Linked DNA regions of Pan troglodytes: region 2 is linked to region 1. Evidence: chromatin contacts called from public HiChIP or PLAC-seq data. All regions are on one chromosome and are shown on one strand. Each heading gives the region's core, a stretch centred on a gene start, on an enhancer-like site or on the middle of the called end of the contact. The rest is flanking DNA. Distances are from core to core; before and after follow the strand shown.

Region 1 (6,095 bases), core at 1,040-3,539:
CGGTCAGGAATCCCCATCCTGGAGCGCAGGCGGAGAGCCAGCGGTTGGGGGCGGGAAGGCTTCTTGGACCCCTCGCGCTTCTCCGAAATCGTAAAGAAATGACTAAACAAACGTGGGGGAGCCTTTAAAAAGAAAATTGACTCCGATGCCCTCGCAGGCTCCCGGAGCACCATCTGTCACGCAGACAGCCACACACATAGGGGACCTAGGGACACGGCGACGTGGGATCAGACAATGCGCCCGGCAGTCTGGCGACCACCTTGCGGGAAAATGCCGGCAGCCGGGCCGCTGAGGGAGGACAGGATGCAGAGGGAAGGGAAGAGAAGGGCGGGGCAGGCGGGGACTAGCGGGTGCAGCGCGTGTTGTCCCGGCGGGAGCTGCATCTCTGCCGGCAAAGTTCGGGCGCTCCCGGAACCGGAGCTCGGCAGGCTGCAGCTGTCCCCGGGTGGCCTGGCCAAGTCCGGGCATGTCGGTGCTTAGCCTTCCTCTAACTTAACTGTGCCCTCTTGGAAACGCCACCTGGCCAGGCTTCTCTGGGGCGCCTGGAGCACTGGCCCGGACTGTGCGCCTTCTGGGAGGGGGCCGCTCAGAACCGCTGGGCTTCCGGGTAATTCGGGCTTCGAGAAAGGGCCCGGCAGGAGGAGAAAGGCCCCTGCAGGGGCTGCACGCACCGCCCCTGGGCGTCGGGAGTGAGGACCAGGCTGCGAACTCGGGGCCCCGGCGTGGGCAGCCTCAGCGACGCTCGGCACGGGAGAAATCCGCGTCGGCGACGTATAGGAGCGTTTGCTTCTAGAGAAACAAAAGCAAGGGGATGGGTGATCGGTTCCCAGCACCGCACTTGCAGAGGAGCGAATTGGGCCAAAACAGCTTTAATTTCCCTGCGAGGAAATCAGGTCCTCTACGGCAAAATAAAAACAAATGCTCCCGGTGAACTGCATGTGACTCCCTACGGGCTTTTCTCGGGTACGTTTATGAGTAGAACAACTTGCACCTACACAGTCAGCTTGAAAGGGCAGAAATAAATAGACGAGTAATGGAAAATCACAATAAACCACTAAATAGTTGTAGTTCTGGTAAAAAGTTCCTGGGTTGCCCTCAAAGCATATTAAATTCTCCTCTAGATCTTTAAAAATATTCATAAATAGTATGTCGTGTATGCGTTTTATCTCTTTATGGAATGAACTGCATCTATAGACGCAGTATGAATAATCTAACTTATTTCAAGCTGAAAAAAATTATTTAAAGGAGTCTTACCTTGCAAAAGCCTTTTTGATAATCTGTTCTCCAATCTTTAGAGTTAAAATTCCAAGGAATAGCGAGGGGAGATTCCGGAAAATATTAAAAGCAGCAAATATTTATTACATTCAAAAATGAAAAAGCAGCTGTCATCTCGCTGGTGTCCGCAGCGAGGGACAATAATATCTCAGGATGTAGACGATATGAATGATTGTTCACTTAGTTGATAGATTTTTTAAAAAACGCTTTTTCCTTTTAATTGTTCTCAAACATTTCAAGAAATTCGTTGATGATTTTTTTAAACGATGTGTTGAAAAGTCTCGTGCCTTTTTTCCTCTTCTAGGTCTCTAAAAATAACAAAAGAGATGCAGAGATAAACACAATCACATCAAAGGGCTGATTCCTCCACTTTCTAATAGCGGAATAATCAATAAGAAAGATGGTTAAGATAAGATTCCGCTCCTATCGTATGCCTTTCTTTCCCTTAATACGGCTGAGCAGAAACTGGGAAGTGCAGGACAGAGATGTGATCTTGCTCAGAAGTGATTTTTTTTTTTTTTTGAGATAAGGCTTTGTTCAGCTGATATCTCCCCAGTTCCCAGGAACACAATACTGTAACTAGGAGCTAAGGTTGCCTCTTCCTCTTCCCTCACTTACTTGTATGTTGTATAAATAGACACCTATTTTCCAGTTTCAAAGTCTTTCAAGGTTTGGCTATATCCCCCGTCCCCACCCCCTCTTCTCTTTACCTTGTAGCAAAATATATATAGTCAGTGGCTTGGAGATGCTTGGAGAAAGGTTGGTGAAAAGTGAACGTCTCCTGGAGTAACAGTGACAAGGAAGCAGAGAAAGACGGGAAGAGGGTGGGAGAGCCAGAGCAAAGAGGCAGAGATGCGTGTGTGGCTTCTGGGCTCTCCTGGTACCAATTGATTCAGCCTGGAGATGGTGGAAGAGATAAAGGCTTAGGAAGGGGGATGGAATTTTTTTCCCCTAAATTGATATTTAATGGGAAATCCTATTGGACAGAAACCTGGACATGAGTCACTTAATTGGACTTGACATCTGTCACAGTGTGGGAGTTTTCACAGCCCAAATATTTTAGCAGATCAGATTCCCACTGAATCTGTGCCATAAAATATAACAATTGAAAGCAGTTCATGATAGAAATCTTAGCCTCTAAACAGTATCTAGCCGTAGTCAGGCTATTTCTCTTTTCCAGATTATTGATGAAATATTTAAGTACAAATAAACAATATATTGACTATCAAAAAATTCCCCTGGCATATTACAAAGCCACCACTTTCCCTTAATATTTAGAAAAATATTTGTGTCCGGAACATGGAAATATATACTATATAAGATGCTGCAATAAAGTATTTAGACATGCAACAGCTAACATTTATTAGAGATCATTTACATTTTAAAAGATACTTCAGTAAGGTTTGATTAAGCATATTAACATTTTTGAGAAATGATCTGCTATGAGACTAACTTATCAATAGATGGTAAGAACCCTTCAATAGATTAAGCCATTGGTGGAACTAGAAAGAGAATCCACATATTCACGGACCACGATATGAGATAATTCTACTTTTCTGTATGTTTGTTTTTCTCTCCACCCACTCATTCATTCAAGCTGAAATATGACATGCTACATGTGTTGATTATTGCACTTCATTCTTGCCCATCTTAACATGCTAATATATTGTACTGCGTGGCAGTGCTTGTGCTAAGATGTAAACACAAATTACCAGTGTATTCCAGTACATAATGCCTTTGCCTTACATGATCCCATGGCCCTGAATTTGTATACCTTATAATAAAAAATAAAATCTAGTTCAATTATTTTGCCACTTTATGAAGATACTCATAGTTAATATCAGTAACATATTATTTGTGATTATTTTAGCTTGTTTTGATCATACAAGCTTAAAGAAATAAAAGAGCATTACAGCCTTACTCCCACCCCGCCAGTTCCTAGGGGAACATTTGTGGAGAGAGGAGTCCTCACTTGTCTTCCTTAATTTTGCCCTAAAAGCAGATTTTATCACCAGGGGAGGCACATTGAGCAGCCCACCCCTGGGAGTGACCCTCCGGGTTTTTCATGGCTTCCACAAGTACTATTTGCCTTTGCCCACATTTTTGCTCCTTTGAGAGATTCCTGGACCACAGTGGGGCAGGGGTCGGGGAAAGGAGGGAGTGCCTCCAACAAATAAGGGCACCAACACTCCCCAGCCTTGCTTCTGCCTAACCCCAGCACAGAGGTATATTTTAGATATCCCCAGAATGTTAAAGTGAAGATGGAAGCCGGTCCCATACAGGTGGCAATGGAAATGGGTGAGTGGATAAACACCCCAAGGTGGTGACAATGAAGGGAGAAGGGAGGTTTTCTCACTCTAGTTAGGAACAGCCAATGCTAAGCATTCACACACAACCAGAAGTGTGCACACAGATGCACACCCACAGATACCTGTACCTCCTCCCCCTTCATCATACAAGCTGGCTGGCTCTATTAGACCACCACACATCCAGACTGATGGATTGAAAAAAACTGGTGGGTCTAATCACCATAGCTCTAGAGTGGGCAGCTGCTACAGTGGGAAAGGACCAGCATCTCTGGTTCCCCTGGTGTTGGGGAGTCATGACGGGGTGTGCATATCAGGGCAGGTCCAATTCTGCTATGGTGTGTGTGATACCAGACAAATTCCCTTTTATGTTCAGGCTTACTCATTCTATACCAGCAGCCAGCATACACAAAAATTAATGCTTACAGAAGTAAGCCTATATAAACAGGTACACACTCAGATCCATACTTAGTGATGCCTAGCCACACTGTCATAGACACAGACATGGATTCACATTCACACACACACAGTCTTTCTTCCATCAAAGCCTCCCCCTCCCCCACCCCTTTGCCTTTTCTAAGACCTCCCTGGCACAGATGGCCCCTCCTTCTGTGCTCCATAAGCACTCCTTTCATGTCTCCCTTAGAGACTACATATTGTGTACCGTGATTCTTGGTTCTTGGTTACCACACTGGTCTCTCTCCCTAGGCTATGATGCTTCCAGGGGAGGTCTGTAGCTTATATCCCCAGCACTAATGTCTGAGCTTGACACATTATAGGTACTCAGTTCATTTATGCTGTGACTCTATGTACAGAGGTACCCCAGATATTTGTAACATAGAAACGCTTCCACTAAAGGACACCCATGGTTCAGTTCTATCAATTTTCTTTCCTATAAAAATGAGATTAATAATATTGCACTTCTCATTTCACAGGCTTGCTATGAGACCCAATGTATTTGAAAATATTTGATAAAATACTAAGCACCATACAAATTATGATATTATAGACTATAAGAGTAATATTAAATAATATTATTAAATGAATGGGGAGGTGATAAGTAGTGACTTAAAAAGTCCGGCTTTGTGGCTCTGTCATATGCTAGCTGTGTGAATTTAGTTGTAAGTTACTTAACCTTTTTGGACCTTAGTTTTCTAATCTGTAAAATGAGAATAATCAAAGCATGTTATGTAATGTTATGTCATGTTTTTTTCTGAAGGTGAACAAGATAATCTATGTAAAGTGCTTAAACTAATGCCTAGAACTCATGTTCAGTAAGTGTTGGCTATCATTATTATTATTCAGTATAAATACATATTGAGGAACAGATATATATTGACATAGAAAAATAAACATATCCAGATATACTCACCCGTGTGTGTGTGTGTGTGTGTGTGTGTGTGTGTGTCCATAGTTCTGGTGGCCAAACTACAATGAGCATTTTCCATATGTCAGACCTAGGTATAGTGACTTTGCTCATATTAACTTATTTAACCTTCACCACAAACCTGTGAGGTAGGTAGGTACTGTTGTCCCGATTTTGTGTATAAGAAAACTAGGACATGGGAAAGATGATAATCTACTCAAGGTCACATAGCTAATAAATTATGGAGCTAAGATAGAGATTCAGGTGGTCTAAATTCAGAAACTGCACTCTCAGACACAAAGTACTACTGTTTCTGTCATTGTTTCCTACACAGATATACTCACACAGAACTATTCACCAAAATGCATATGGCAAGGGAGAAATACACATACACACAAAACTTAGATAAATTGCCACCTTTGCATTCAGGGGTGGTTAGTGAGTGATATGGTTTGGCTGTGTCCCCACCCAAATCTCAACTGGAATTGTACTTGCCATAATTCCCGGGTAGGAGGTAATTGAATGCTATTCTCATGATAAAGAGTAAGTTATCATGAGATCTGATGGTTTTATAGGGAGCTTCCCCCTTTGCTCAGCTCTCATTCTTCTCTCTCCTGCTGCCTTGTAAAGAAGGACATGTTTGCTTCCCCTTCCATCATGATTATAAGTTTCCTGAGGCCTCCTTAGCCCTGAGGAACTGTGAGTCAATTAAACATTTTTCCTTTATAAATTACCCAGTCTCAGGTATGTTCTTATATCAGCATGAGAATGGACTAATACAGTGTCAGTGTAGTTTAAATACTTACTGCACATCTAGTACTTTGCCAGATACTGTTGGACTACAAAGGCTTTGTAATTATTTGTTACTTTCATTAGACATCTGTTTCCAATCTATTTTTTAAAATTTTGTACCCCATAGATAAAAATTTGGGGCATACATACTGAGTATATGTATATTTATATGTATATACCCAATTATAACTACATAATATACTAGTACAGTAGTACATGTATAAGCTTTGTACATGTACTACTGTACTAGTATATTATATAATTATGATATACAAAAGATATGGTATGCAAAGATATGATAAAAATATTTATTTTAAAATTTGTAAGTATTTATCAATAGATATATTTATAAATTT
Region 2 (6,095 bases), core at 1,761-4,260, 130 kb after region 1:
ATTAAAAACTGATACATTCAGCACAGAAAAATTAAGTAATAATATAGACTACTTAAATAAAATTAGATCAACAAGTTTGATTAATAGTTAGAGAATCTTGCACACAACAAGTGGAGAATATATGTTATTTCAATATACGTGGAACATTAAAAAAAAAAAAAAGGCTACGGGCTGGGCATGGTGACTTACACCTGTAATCCCAGCACTCTGAGAGGCTGAGGTGGGTGGATCACTTGAGGTCAGGAGTTTGAGATCAACTTGTGCAACATGGCAAAACCCCATTTCTACAAAAAATAAAAATGAGCCATGGTGGTGTCTGCCTATAGTTCTACCTACCTGGGAGGCTGAGGTGGAAGGATCACCTGAGCTGGGGAGATTAAGGCTGCAGTGAGATGTGATCAAGCCACTGCACTGCAGCCTGGGTGACAGAGAAAGACACTGTCAAAAAAAAAAAAAAAAAGAAAAAAAAAAGAAAAATCACATATTAGGTCACAAAAAATTAAAACAATTTCCAAGATTTAATATAATCTTTGTCTACAAAGCATATAAATTATAAACAACACTAAAAAGATGGTAAAAAAAATAGCAACCTTTAATTGGAAACAAAAAATGCACTAAAAATAGCTCATTGGTTAAAGAAGAAATGACAATGTCATGAAATATTTAAAAGTAAAGACAACAAAAGTACCACATGACAAAACTTGTCGGATGGAGCAAAGTCCTATAGAAAGGTAAGTACAACCTTAAATATAATTATTTTATTTATTTATTTATTTCTGAGACGGAGTCTTGCTCTGTTGCCCAGGTTGGAGTGTAATGGCACAATCTCAGCTCACTGCAACCTCCTTCTCCCAGGTTCAAGTGATTCTCCTGCCTCAGCCTCCTGAGTAGCTGGGACTATAGGCCTGTGCCACCACGTCCGGCTAATTTTTGTATTTTTAGTAGAGATGGAGTTTCACCATGTTTGCCAGGCTGGACTTGAACTCCTAACCTCAGGTGATCCACCAGCTTTGGCCTCCCAAAGTGCTGGGATTACAAGCGTGAGCCACTGAGCCCAGCCACACATAATTATTCTTCAAAAAGAAATATTAAAAGCAAAGAAGCTAAACTTCAAGTCATGTGGCTAGTAAAAGAATTACAAAGTAACAAAAGTAAAAAAAAAAAAGAAAGAATTCATATAATCTATGAAATAAAAAAAATTCACAAAACTTTTTAAAAAATAATAAAGTAGACAAACCTCTGGCAAGACTGATAAGATTGGAACAATAAAGATGAACACTATTCAGAATGAAAAATGGGACATAAACAGTTAGACCCTTATTTTTAAAAATCCCAAGAAAACAATGTGAACTAGTTTATTCCAAAAACAATTTCTAAACTAGATAAAATAGAAACACTTCTAGAAAAAAAGTGGTTCAAGAAGAAATGCAAAGACATACGAATATATCTAGTTATACACACCTATTTATCTTTACCCATTATCTATAAATCTGTAATAAAGAGGCTCCCCCTGCAAAACAAGCTAAGTCTAGATGGTTGCAGGAGAGTTTTACCAAACACTCACACTCATGTTATGAAAGCACTATAAAATCTTACTGCCAAATCTAGACATAAGCATCAGGAAGAAAAGAAAATTATAGGCCTAGTTCGCTAGTCACAGATGTAAAGTCCCTAGACAAAACACTAGCAAATTAAATTTGGCAATAAATAGCAATATCGTGAGCAAGTATTAATAGGATTTATTCCAGTAAAGTTCAATATCAAAAAAACTATTACCATAATGTACCCGATTATCAGATTCAAGAAGAAAAACAATAGGATCATGTCAATAAATGCAAAAAGCACTTATTAAACTTCAGCATTTATTAATAATGAGGATTCGTAGGAAACAGCCAAAGAAGGAAACTTTTAAAACTATTAATAGTACTTATACAGAAAACGTTTCCTTAAGAGAGAGAGAAAAAAATCTTAAGAGTTTATAGAGTTTACAGTTTCCAACCCACTGATAAATTCAATTACAGTGAGCATTCATTTAATTGCTAAAAAAAAGAAAGCAGCTGACCAGTAAAGCCTAGCTACCAATACGCTGCAACAGACATCACAATTAATGGAAAATTTTGGAAGCATAAGAAGGATACTGGCAGGTCAAGGACACTAGCTGGTCGCCATTTCTATTCAATGTTAAACTAGGAGTCATGGTCTAGACAATGGAATACTATGCAGCTGTTAAAAAGACAACACATAATAAACAAAAAGGCAAATGAGGTTAGGAGGTGGAGGCATGAGGGGACTAACGCAGGTGTCCAGCGTCCCTTGGCCCTGCCACGCTTTTTTTTTTTTTTTAATTTCCACCTGACAAACTGCCATTTATCCTTTAAATACCTTGGCAGCCATCACATCCTGCCCCTTCGTCTTTTGCACTTCCTTTGTACCTCGTGCATACTTCTATAAGCAAATGTATCCGACGGTTTTACAAGAATTTGCTTGCCTACCAGTGTACTTAACCCATGGCTAGCACAGAATAGGACTGGAAAGAAATACTGCACAGACAGCACTTTTCTCTGAAGGCTCTAGGGCTCCCCAAGCCCCCGCATTAAACTGGTTTGGGCAAAACGACAGGCATTGCTGAGAGCCGCCAGGCCGCCCGCCAGCTGCGGGTCCCCTGTAGGCAGAGCCCTGGGTCACACGCGGACGCGGTCCCGATGTTTCTTCTCAGGCCCTCAGCCCGGCCCACTTCCTCTTTCCTCACTTTAAGGCGCAGACAGCCGTCCCTCTCAAAACAAAACGTACACCAAAACACCATTTTTTTTTTTTAAACAGGAAGTCCAGAGGCCCGGGTCCAGGGCATCCAGCCCCGGATCTCGAACGCCCTCCTCGCCCCTCGCCCCGCGTAGCCCGGCTCCGCTCCCCGCTCCCCGCCCGGCGTCCACCTCTCGAGCCTGACAGCCCCGCCGCCCGCGCAGGCGCCCCGCCCCGGCCCGGCCCGCCCCGGCCCCGCCGCCAGCGCTTCCATCCCCGCCCCGGCGGGTCCAAGCCGGTGCCGGGCGCCCAGGGGTTGCCGCGCTGGGCGGGAGGGCAGCGCCTGAGAGGGCGGTGGGGTGGCGGGGTTCCTGCGCGCGGCCCGCCATGGAGGTGGAGGAGGCGTTCCAGGCGGTGGGGGAGATGGGCATCTACCAGATGTACTTGTGCTTCCTGCTGGCCGTGCTGCTGCAGGTAAGTCCCCGCGGCCCCGCAGCCGCATTTCCCTCTTCAGGGCCGCCCGGCGCAGGGCTAGGCGTCCGCTCCCAGACCGCCGGGGCCGGGGCCGAGGCCGAGGCTCTGCAAACACAGAGGTGTGGCGAGCGTCGGGGTGGGGCAGGGGCGAGGCGCCGCGCGGTGGCCTGGGCCCGGCCGGCAGCGTCAAGGTCGCCGGCCGGCCTCAGAGCCTCTTGGGTTCTGCCGGGCCCTCCACCCCGCCACCTTGAGTGGTGGAAGGAGCGTGTTGGGGGAGGTTTCTCAGCCGCTATGCTGGTTAAGGAGGGATGCAAAATTGTGTTACCTGCCCTACGCTGTTGCCTATAACACGCTGCAAATATGAAGGGAATTGTTACCCTACCTGTGGCACTGTCACCTTGGAATCTAGGACACAGTCTTGATAATCTGCAGACAAAAGGTTGTGTCTAGGATCGCCTCCCTCTGCGCCGGGTGTCCTCTGCCCCTTTTCCTGGGCTTGAGGGGGCTTACTCTTCTAGGGGCTTTCAAAGCATAGGATTTATTTCCCTCTGGTTTAAGTTCTGCTGGCTCATTCGGCCCTGCGCCAGCCTTGGGCTGAGACTCCCGTAAGCCGAATAGTGCCATCTACCATGTGTGGTTATCAAATGGAATCACTTCTTCATTATAAAGAATTCTCAGAACCTACTTGTACACCCCAGCCTCAAAATATCGATTCCATATGCGAAAGGTCACTACAGATTAACTGCGCCAGGCAAGGATTAGTCCTTCACCAACTTAAATGGCTCATTTGACATTAGTCGCTTCTCTCAATATGCCAGAGGCATTTCATTCACAAATCCTTTCTTAGTATTTGCTGTGAGCCAGCCATTTTACTCTTTCCTTCAGTCAACACGTTTAATACGGGCTAGGATGTGCTGAACATAGGGATGCCATGGTGGACAAATCATTCACTGCCCTCAGGAGCTTGCATTCCAGTGGCTGCGGGTGGGGCAGGCAGACAGTTAAGTAATTTAGTTAGCATGTGATGATAGTTATTCTGCAGGAAGTACAGAGTGGTCATGGATATAGCCGCCAGTCCACAAGTTGCTTAAAGCTTGCATAAGACAGTGACTCAACAGGAAGATGGGGGAAGGTAGGGGTTGACTTATTGATTAAAATGTTTGGAAGTTCAGCTGATTTCATCATCAGCCAGAAACGGTTCAAATGATGGAGTCAGTTCTTTTTCTAGCCGAACAGTTCTCAGCTCACGAATATGTGGTATTCTGAAGTTCTTTTAAGCTCGTTGTTTTAGCTTTAAACAAGCTTTCCCCAGGGAGAAAAAACGTTCAAGCTAAATGATAAGAGTATTTAATACCGAGAAAGAAGAATTGCAACCATGTTGCCTGATCTTTATTTATAACAGTTTCTTTGAGAAAACCCTTTTTTTCTGTTCCAGCCATGAATTCCAGGAACATACATCCTTTCTTGAACAATCCTAGCTCCCCATCCCTCTATCCCTACCCTTCACTTCCTGTTATCATTTTCTTATTTGCCTAGCCAAGTATCCACTAACTTGGAGTAAGTTTGTCTTCAGTAGAGTGAGGTTCTAAAAAGGCCAATGTTCTCAGTTTAGGACCTGTTAAGTTTCTCTAACTTACTTTTATTTATGGTTGACCCAGTTAGTTAGAGTTTGCTATCAAAAAGTTCCAAGCCCATGCCTATGACCGTTCACTAAACCTTGGCTGATTTATGGTCAGTATTTGCGGTACAAGGACCAGGTCTTAGAGTGTTGGGGATGAGTGACTGATTGTTTATCTTATAGATGTGGGTGGGAAGATGCCCTGTAGCTGTGCTTATACCAGTGGAGGAGATGCCAGCCTAGGCAAAAGTGAATCCTTCACATGCTACGTGTTTTTAAGGACTCAGTTACCCCATTGAGATACATGATCCAGGGGGTTGTAGAGCCACCCAGAGCTACCCTGGGTATGAGAGTGGATATCTCCAAAGACCTCTCTACCAAGTCTGTTGTTGGAGATGTTTTGGATTAGGGCAGCTGGTCTGTGGAGTGGGAGTACTGTGGAGTCCCATTGCTCAGTTGTATCACAGGTGATTTCATCATTCTTGGGGATGAGGTTTTGCTTCCCCCAGCAGAGTAAGAAGCCCTTTTTACACAGTTGCCTTAAATGAAAGGGGGTTTGTCTGCTTTTAAAATCAAAGGAGTTTTCGTACCATTGCCCAAGGAAGGGGCAGACCAACAACACAGCAACAAGGCCAGAGAGAGGGAGCCTCTGCTTCAGTGGGAGCCTTCTCCCCATCTGCAATTTGATAATGATTAACCCCAGCTGAGAGGCACAAAACCAGAAGGACAGAGGTGGAAACTTTACAGGCCTTTTAACATTCTCCTTCTTCTGGGACCATTATTATTATTTTTAAAAATGATTTTCCCTTTACCCCAAAACATCCATGTTCAAACTAAGAGGACAAAACCACAGAGCAAAGCCACTTCTAAAGGGTTTTTGGTTAACTGTTTTCTTGAATTATTGGTACCATCATGTAGATCATCAAAAGTTACTTCACTATCCAGTTTCCTTTGGCTAGGAGACTTGCCCTCATACTCCTTGCAAACACAATTTTTGGAATCTCAATAGCATTCAACTTTGAGATAGCTAAAGAACAGATGCAGATTTTGCAGATTTTTCCTCAGCATAAGATGCAAATGCCCTGAAAATGGTGATATGTGGTATTAATGTACATAAACAAAAAGTGAAGGGAAAAAGATTGCCTATGTAAAAATGGTTGACTTATGAATAAGCAATAAGCTTTACAGTTAGAAACATTCTTACCATCAAAATGTACTTGCTCTCCTTAGGATCAGAGCTATCTGTGATATTTAAATAGGAATA

What was found. HiChIP or PLAC-seq counts read pairs in DNA pulled down with a chosen protein or histone mark.
Region 2: a contact with region 1 is called in an H3K4me3 HiChIP or PLAC-seq map of stem cell-derived excitatory neurons, with 4 times the contacts expected there. The contact joins the promoter of SLC22A15 here to the promoter of NHLH2 in region 1. A contact is called at or near these places in 1 of 1 datasets of contacts at active chromatin or transcription factors (stem cell-derived excitatory neurons) and 1 of 1 other capture datasets (stem cell-derived neural stem cells).

The regions. Positions count from the first base shown.
Region 1 is chr1:113,066,220-113,072,314 of NHGRI_mPanTro3-v2.0_pri, forward strand. NHLH2 (nescient helix-loop-helix 2) reads right to left here and starts at 2,290. Exons shown (of 3, transcript XM_001148497.5): 1 at 1,986-2,290; 2 at 1,255-1,583.
Region 2 is chr1:113,196,975-113,203,069 of NHGRI_mPanTro3-v2.0_pri, forward strand. It overlaps SLC22A15 (solute carrier family 22 member 15), which reads left to right and starts at 3,011. Exons shown (of 12, transcript XM_001148217.6): 1 at 3,011-3,213. The coding sequence starts at 3,127.